3 separate regions of the Zea mays genome follow, and all the other regions are linked to region 1. A link is a contact called in public Hi-C and HiChIP or PLAC-seq data. All regions are on one chromosome and are shown on one strand. The core of a region is the stretch at or near the end of the contact, and the rest is flanking DNA. Distances in the headings are between cores, read along the strand shown.

The links. A called contact is a pair of places that touch in the nucleus more often than the background predicts. HiChIP or PLAC-seq counts read pairs in DNA pulled down with a chosen protein or histone mark.
Region 2: a contact with region 1 is called in a Hi-C map of leaf mesophyll, with 6 times the contacts expected there. The contact joins the promoter of LOC100275503 here to the promoter of LOC542087 in region 1. A contact is called at or near these places in 3 of 25 Hi-C or Micro-C datasets (ear, endosperm and leaf mesophyll).
Region 3: an H3K4me3 HiChIP or PLAC-seq map of leaf shows a contact between it and region 1, with 4 times the contacts expected there. The contact joins the promoter of LOC107521945 here to the promoter of LOC542087 in region 1. A contact is called at or near these places in 1 of 25 Hi-C or Micro-C datasets (ear) and 1 of 3 datasets of contacts at active chromatin or transcription factors (leaf).

The regions. Positions count from the first base shown.
Region 1 is chr3:209,285,119-209,287,818 of Zm-B73-REFERENCE-NAM-5.0, forward strand. LOC542087 (nucleosome/chromatin assembly factor group C) reads right to left here and starts at 1,435. Exons shown (of 15, transcript NM_001111721.2): 1 at 1,165-1,435; 2 at 66-129. The coding sequence starts at 1,289.
Region 2 is chr3:209,590,805-209,593,504 of Zm-B73-REFERENCE-NAM-5.0, forward strand. LOC100275503 reads left to right here and starts at 1,415. Exons shown (of 7, transcript NM_001155093.2): 1 at 1,415-1,616; 2 at 1,743-1,840; 3 at 1,936-1,966. The coding sequence starts at 1,491.
Region 3 is chr3:208,897,120-208,899,833 of Zm-B73-REFERENCE-NAM-5.0, forward strand. LOC107521945 (RNA-binding KH domain-containing protein) reads right to left here and starts at 1,323. Exons shown (of 12, transcript NM_001321684.1): 1 at 955-1,323; 2 at 763-839; 3 at 554-664; 4 at 339-407. The coding sequence starts at 1,156.

The DNA of each region.
Region 1 (2,700 bases), core at 185-2,684:
AAGCATTGACAAGATTTGCTTCTTCAAACTGATATAAAATAATATATGCTTGCAGATGCACTTGCCTGTTCAGATAGGTAAAGGCGTTGACGATTCTTGTAGGTAGCTTTCTCAAACTGTGGCCCCCACCTGTTACCAAATAACCAGATATCAGTATCATAAGTTGCAGAGTCACATGGAGGGGGCAAGCATCTTACAGAAAGCAGTTAATGTGCAAATATTTATCATTAGTTTCGAATTATCTGGTGAGATAACAGAATGCTGCACAAACACAGCTCTGATGCACTCATGCACATAAGGTGCATGACCAAAATCATGTTCCCACTCTAATCAACATTCCCTCCATTCCAAATTATAAAACGTTTTGGATTTTTTTAATAAGGGGGTGTTTGGTTTTTAGGGACTAATTTTTAGTCCTTCTATTTTATTCCATTTTAGTCTATAAATTGCTAAATACAGAAACTAAAATAGAGTTTTAGTTTCTGTATTTTGTAATTTAGGGACTAAAATGGAGGGACTAAAAATTAGTCCCTAGAAACCAAACACCCCCTAAATAGCTTTTTCTATGCAATTAGATATACACGATGTGTCGATGTCTAAAGACATAGTAAAGGAATGTGTCTAAAATAGGCAAAACATCTTATAATTTGGAACGAAGGGAGTAGTAAAGTAATCATATGAAGGCAAAAAATAAGGACGTGTACTAACCCACTAACCATCAAACCATAGGATTTGTTTGGAAAGAATTTGGTGCAATAGGAATTTTCAGGGATTTTATTCAGATTGAACAAGTAGCGGGAGCAATAATAAGTTCATAACATGGAGACAAAGCTTGTAACCCCTCAAACTATCAAACAGTGACACCCGCCAAAACCCACCCGCTCATAAACCCTAGCATCACAAAACGCTAATCCACCATACAGGCCCATCATCCCAGCCCCTTCCGACGCCATTCCCACCAACGCACTAGCAATGGTGCAGATCTAGAGTCACCTCGATTACAACCCCGGATCAAAACCCTAGACACGAACGACGCACTACTCCATTTCACTCATCAAAACCCTAGTCCAGCAGGAATCTTCAGGGAAATGGTGGCTACGGGAACGAAACAAACGAAAGGGCGAGCCGGAAGTAATAGGGGGTGCGGTGCGCAGAGGAAGTTACCGGCAGGAGAGGGATGGCCAAACGAGGTTGTGGTTGGCAAACCAGTCGTAGAGAACGGGGATGAGCGACTTCCACTGCGCGTAGCGCTCGTCCACTGCCGCCCTGGAGCCGCCTCTCTCCTTCATCTCAGACACCGATGGTCGCCGCCGGCGACTGCTCCGCACCTGAGGCAACCTCCCACTCCCACGGCACGCTCCCTGATAATGCTGCTGTACTGCGAGAGCGTGCTGGCGTCTCGAACCTGGACGCTTGCGGCCTGCTCCGGTCTCCGGAGGCAGTCCCTGTGCCCTGACTGCGAGCAGGGAGAGGAGAGCATAGGATCCAATGTTCGAGAGGGAGCGGATGGCTTCCTGGGCCGGTAATTACAGAGGCTATGACTATTTTATGGGCTTCTGTAAGTTGGGCTGGACCACCGACATTCTAATATAGCCTGTAAAGAAGTAGATCCATTGTTCGAAGAGGAGCGGATGGCTTCCTGGGCCGGTAGTTACAGAAGCTATGACTATTTTATGGGCTTCTGTAAGTTGGGCTGGACCACCGACATCCTAATATAGCCTGTAAAGAAGTTGGCTTTTGCTCTCTGCCCAGCCACCCCCACCCCTTTTTTCCCAGTCCTCTCATTATTTCTATTCCTTCAAATTCAATTGTTTTTTAGAAACCCTAATGAAGGTTATATGTACAAATATAAAATATACCCCTGAGGGGTATCACGTCTCTATATATATAACATGTATTTAATCGTATGGATAGAGAAGAGAAAAAGGTTAGAGGCCCAACATATACCATGTGTCTCGTGTGTTCCTTTGGTTTGCTAGGAAGAGAACTGTCTTTTATGACTTCTTAGGCCTCTACTACTGTCATATGGAATAGAGCGGATCTGATGATCCAAAGTTTTCAACAGTTTTTTCTATAAAAATACTTAATTTTATGCTCTATTCAATAGCCCTAGCCCTAGTGTGCTTCCTCAATCAAGAGGTATTACGTTGTGAAATTTGGGACGTTGGTGCGTCTCCGAGTTGCTCTCGGTTGCTTATATGGTTTTACTATCGCAAATAGATTATACTGTACGTCCTAGAAAATGTATGATACAGACGAATTTGGCGTCCCTAGTCAACCTGTCAAGGCGGCTCGAGTTGTCTGCATCTCATCATGCACGAGACTTGATCGTTGGTTATGAGCTTAATTAGCTCGAATTCTCCGTGTTAGCAAACAAATCGAATATATCTCTTCATCTCTAATTTATTTAAGTATAAGTTTTTGTACGTCTTATATTCTGCCTTATCTTCTGTAGGGATTCTTGCACGCGCTGCCTCTCACGGCATTGGCCGGAGATCGAGCCCTCCTCCATGAGCACGGGATAAACAGCCTCTACCATTGTACCATACAGGCAAGATTTACAAAAATCGACGGTAAATTGTCCGGTTTACAGAAACTGCTGGTGAATGGTGCCAGTTTACCATTTGTATATTTTTGAAATTCACTAGAAATTTAAAAAATATAAAATATGATAAAAACTACATGTTCTGGTGAGTAATT
Region 2 (2,700 bases), core at 165-2,664, 310 kb after region 1:
GGAAAACATGTATATTTTGGAAAATGCACGTTATGTATTTCTCGTCCAAAACTTGTGCAACCATATTGTGATCAAAGTTAAGAAATTGGGAGCGATTAATTTAGTTCTTTACTCTATTGTAAATTATAAGATACTTTAGTATTTATATATTTAGGTAGAATTTGTTTGCATTGCGTCTAGTAGATATACATACTTATAAAATCAATGCATGTAAAAAAAGCAAGAACGTCGTGTAATCGAAGGAGCAGTTGCTTTGATGAAAATCGTTGGCTTGTTTAACTCCAACAGTCTGGTGGGGGAAATTTATGCTTCAGAAAGCATGATGCGTGCCAGAGTTTATAAAAGCACAGCTAGAGGACCCAATCTGCTCGATGCCATAGAATACGGTAAGAAATCAAGGAAGGAGAAGGAGATTTCGCATAGTGGTTGCAATCACTAATCAAGAGAACCCATTTAATCTGATACTCCTTTCATCCACCCCCAAGTTTATCTGGGTGTCGGTAGACGGCGACACATGTCTGCAGATCCACTCGCAGAATCCTCGAGGATCTCCCATGGTTAATACTGTAATGGCGCCTGTCCATCGAGTTTGGAGACAGAGGGCATCTACCACCTGGACTTAGATCCCGCAAAAGTACTCGGATTTGGAAGGTTCGCCGAGCTTTCCCCGATGCCGGTGGAGTTTGCGTCGGCCGGCGAGGCGGCGACCGCCCAGCACGTACGGTGTCGTCGCCCCAGACCTGTCCCGCCAACATCAACCAACCACAGCGTGTACGATGGCGTGGTTGGATGGAATGTTTGCTAGATCTTGTACAGCGGGCCACGTTTCACTATTTGGATAAGCTGCCGGTGTCGGGGCCAGAAGAGGCCGAGAAACACACGCACAGAGAGTCGTTGCGGTCAGCGGTAGCTTCGATGCAGCTGCAGCCTGCAGGCAGGCAGTTTTTGGTGATGAAGAACTGCATCGGATCAGTTTTTGCTCATGTCTAGGTTTTTCATCTTTCAATCGAATATAGACACAAAAATTAAGAACTAAAATAAATATTAATTTAGAACGGAGATTACGTATCATAGTTGGCACTTAATTCTCATCCCACAAAAAGGAACTATGAAATCTTCTGCTTGATGACAGTAGCCAACTGCACAACGGTTAACTACAAAGAATTAGTACTAGTCGCTAAATGGACGTAAGAATTTCCCTTCGAATGTTTTCACGCGTCGCCAATGCCACCATCACGTCACACAAAAGTTGGAAGGACTCAATTATGAGAGGAGGATACAGATTGCGGGGCCAATCTGCAAGAAACGCACCCTGACATATGGGCTCCCGTGATGCCATCTGGGGCCACTAGAGTTGACCGGCAAACTGATTACGCGATTATTTAACAGCACGATCGCGTGAGGACAGAAGCTCAGATGCCGCCTTCATTTGAAGCTCCCAAAGCCCAACACCTCTCCTAGCCTCCTTCCGTCCCGCCGCCACTCCCGTCATGGGCGATTCCGCGGCGGGCGCGCCGGAGCCGAGCAGGTTCGGCAGGATCTGCGTCTTCTGCGGCAGCAACCCCGGCAATCGCGCCGTCTACGGGGACGCAGCGCTCGACCTCGGCAAAGAGCTGGTAATGCGCCGCCCATGGCAAGGCTGCGCCCGCGGCCGCTTCCAAAGTTTCTGATTTGGCTCGATCGCTCGATCACGCCTGACGCTCCGTGGCCGGACGGGATTCTGCGGGTTCTCGCCTCTGCAGGTGGCGAAGGGGATCGATTTGGTCTACGGCGGCGGGAGCGTCGGGCTCATGGGCCTGATCGCGCAGACGGTCCTTGGTGGCGGCTGCAGTGTCCTCGGGTACCCACTTACCTTGCGCATCCTGGAGAATTCTGCTTCTGTTCGAACTCTGCAATCTGTCTAACGTGTGGCCTCTCTGTTTGATCCGTTTGCAGAGTGATTCCGAGAGCACTCATGCCGCTTGAGGTGTGTATTAAAATTATTAACTGTCCTTTTCTTCTGTTCTCTTCTTTGTGTGTACCATTGGTAATTCTACTAGTTATTACTCTGCTCTAGCGGCTAACTGGTTCACATTTCACAAGAGAGAATTATAATATCTAGCTAACTGCGAAACAACTCTCAGCTAAAAACTAGAATCTGGCTCGCGTTTGGTTTTGCACCTGCTTACAGCTGTTCCATTTGAAATCTATCCATGAATTCTGCCCTGGATGTTGGTTTCACATGATCTTGCTCTAGTATGTAGCAGCTCACGTAGTCCTATGTGCTCTCCAGGCCACCATTTGATTCGTAAGGTTTGTTGGCGCTGATTGATTCCCCTTTGCTTCTGGGGCTTAGCAATAGGTGAGTAGGTGATCACTAAGGAAATGGAACTAGGGCTTCGGGGAGGTGAATTGCAGACTGCCAGTTTAGATTTTAGGGCGATACAACTTGGAGTTTTAATGTTTACCACTGGGTGGGTTTAATTATAAGAATGTGCAACTTGCCAATAGGACATCTCAACTTGAGGGGGAAATAGTGTGAGAAATAAAAAAAAATTCCATTAGGCAGTAGATGATAGGTTACGGATGATTGCCTTTATCTATATGTAACTCCAAACTGAAGAGTTTTGAATGCGGCAAAGACAACTAGAGCTAGGAAAACAAACATGCTACTCTTTCTAGCTAGTCGCTCCAAAGTGAATCCAGAATCCTAGAGATCAA
Region 3 (2,714 bases), core at 73-2,572, 390 kb before region 1:
TGGGCCTAGGAAACAGAGAAAATATAGAACTATATAGCATAACCAAACATCTCAGCAGTCAGGAGAAAAAATTAATCAAAATATTACCAACTTAGTACTATCATTACAAAATGAAATGACAAAAATAACATTTCAAATTTGAACAGCGCCTTGGAAAATAACAAATAATGGCCTAAAACTTTTTCAGGTCCGTTATTTTACCTATCGGACTATACAAATTACAAGAATGGTCTTTGCACAAAAGAATATATCATAGCACAGAGAGAAGCACCTCATGACAAGTCTAATCTTCAAAAGAGATCTGAAATCAAACTTGAGCAATGAAAAGGTGTCCTTACCTTATTTCTCACAAGACCACCAATCTTAATAATATCGCAGTTCATCTCATCATCAAGAATTTTGATTGCCTGCAAAAATAAGCACTAGTAAGCCCTCGACAAACTGTAGACTAAATCTCAATCCACTCGGAACGCGAAGCCGCCACCTCAAAGTGCAAAAACATGATCCACGCAGTACCTTGATACCTGAATACACAAAGGGTCATACGTAATACCTGAGGTGCAGGGACGCTCCTGGACAAAAGCTTAATTAGTTCCCTGGCCTTGATAATAGCGAAGGGATCCCTTGTCTTTCTGGTCGTCGACACAGTCATGGATCCCTCCACCTACACACACCGAGAGAGAGGCTTCAGAGCATTTGTTTACCACATAACAATATCGCCAGTCAATAGCAATAAGAAAAGGTTAATCACTCATCAAGTACCAAATTGAGCTCGCACGAGATCCCGTACTCCTTCAATGCGCCCTTCACGACCGGCCACGCCTCCTGTAGGTACTTCTCTGCACTCAAACCAACAAGTAATGCATCACGAATTCGGCTCGAATAAAGTCAAATCGCATGCGTTCCATCGCCAAAGTCACGGCAGGCAGGACGAGCTCAGGAAAAGATGCTTGCCTCGGTACTGGGGAAAGAGGGTGGAGAAGGAGCTGACTTCGAGCATGCCGCCCTCGTTCCAGGCAGGGTCGAACTTGTCGATCTTCCAGCGGTCGATGTTGGGGTCCTCGTCCCACGGCTTGGGCTTGTCGTGCTTCCCCTTCCGCCGCCAGTTCTTTCCCTCTGCCGGCGCAGCAGCAGCGTTCGCTTCGTCCTCCGACATGGCTGAGAAGAAAGAGGGGCTGTTGTCTGCTGGGCCTTCGAGGAACTGGAGAAGGAAGAGGAGGCGATGAGATTAGGGTTAAGGCTGCCGCCGGCAGGGAGAATAGGTGGGTGGGGCCATGGGGCGACTCCGACTGGGAGATGCCTTTGGGTTTGGGGTTTTCGAGTGCGCTGCGCTGCGCTGCGTGCGCATCATTATGTTTTGGGCTTGGTGGGCTTTGGCGGCGCTTTTACGATGAGGCCGCCACTGCGAAGCCCGATGGTGAATCGGACAGGCACCCCACAGCCCAGCGTATGGACAAGGATCTGTCATGGAGATTTTTGATTAGTTATGAGTTGAAATAAATTGCTTTGATAAAATAACGTGGTTAATATTGCATTCGTCAAAACGACGCAAATAACGGTGTGTTCTTTGATTTTTTTAGATTTGACCTGTTTGAAACTTCAATTTCATTGTTTTCTACAAATTCGAAGAGACTAAAATGCCTCTGTTATACGAAGGTCGTCTGTCCCCTCGTTCAGTCCAATTTAATATAAATTGAACAGATTCTATTACATATACAAGAGGCGAAGAGTACTTCAACTCGTATTGAAGACAAGGTCTCGGTTAGAGAACTGACGAATGCTTGGAGGCGAAAGGACGTGTCGCTTAAAACGGGGGCTCCTCAAGACTCCGCTCGCCATCATGACCTGCTTGGACAGCTGAGTACAAGTTTTGGTAAGGTTCGAAGACCCCTTAATTCCCACTAATTCTCCTCACTCTACCTAAATCGAACAACCCCCAGGCCCTGTTCGAAGAGCTGGAACGAATCCATGTTTATTCCTGTGGAAGCGAACGGGCCCCAAATGGGAATGAAGGCGCGTACCAGAAACCTAGTTGATGTCTGTGCGTTAAAGGTGAGTTCGGCGATATACGCGTTCATGATACGCATGTCCAAGACGGCTATGATTTGATGGTAAAAAATCGTTTTCTCTATCATTTTGTATAATAAGCCCAGGAGTGATAAAAAAAAACCATTGACCCAAAATTATACCTCACAACATTATTCACATTCCGTGCTCAATCTCAATCTTCCAAGTCATGATAGGTATGTGTAGAGGTAACATATCAAATTGTTAGAATTATAGGTATTTTCCATATCATTTTAATTCCATAAATTAACATTATTGTGATGACATATAAAAGATGATTAATCATAGAAATCATGATATCAAATATATCTATAACAATATGGATCATGAGAATATAAAGCATATGAATCATATAAAAATAATAAGTATATAAACATGGTACATGTATTATTACGGAATAACTGAAAATAAACAGATAGCAACATAAACAACATGGCTGTAAAATTAAAACAAACAGATGTAACATATTATAATATGACAGAACAGATGAAATAAATTCATGGTTACATATGAAACAGCAGAGATGAACATATAAAACATATATAATTTGCAGAACGTAAAACATAGTGAGGAGATGAAACGGTCATACCCTCTCATGCTCTCCGATGATCCAGATCCTTGTCCAGCTTCTCTTGTCATGCCGCGTC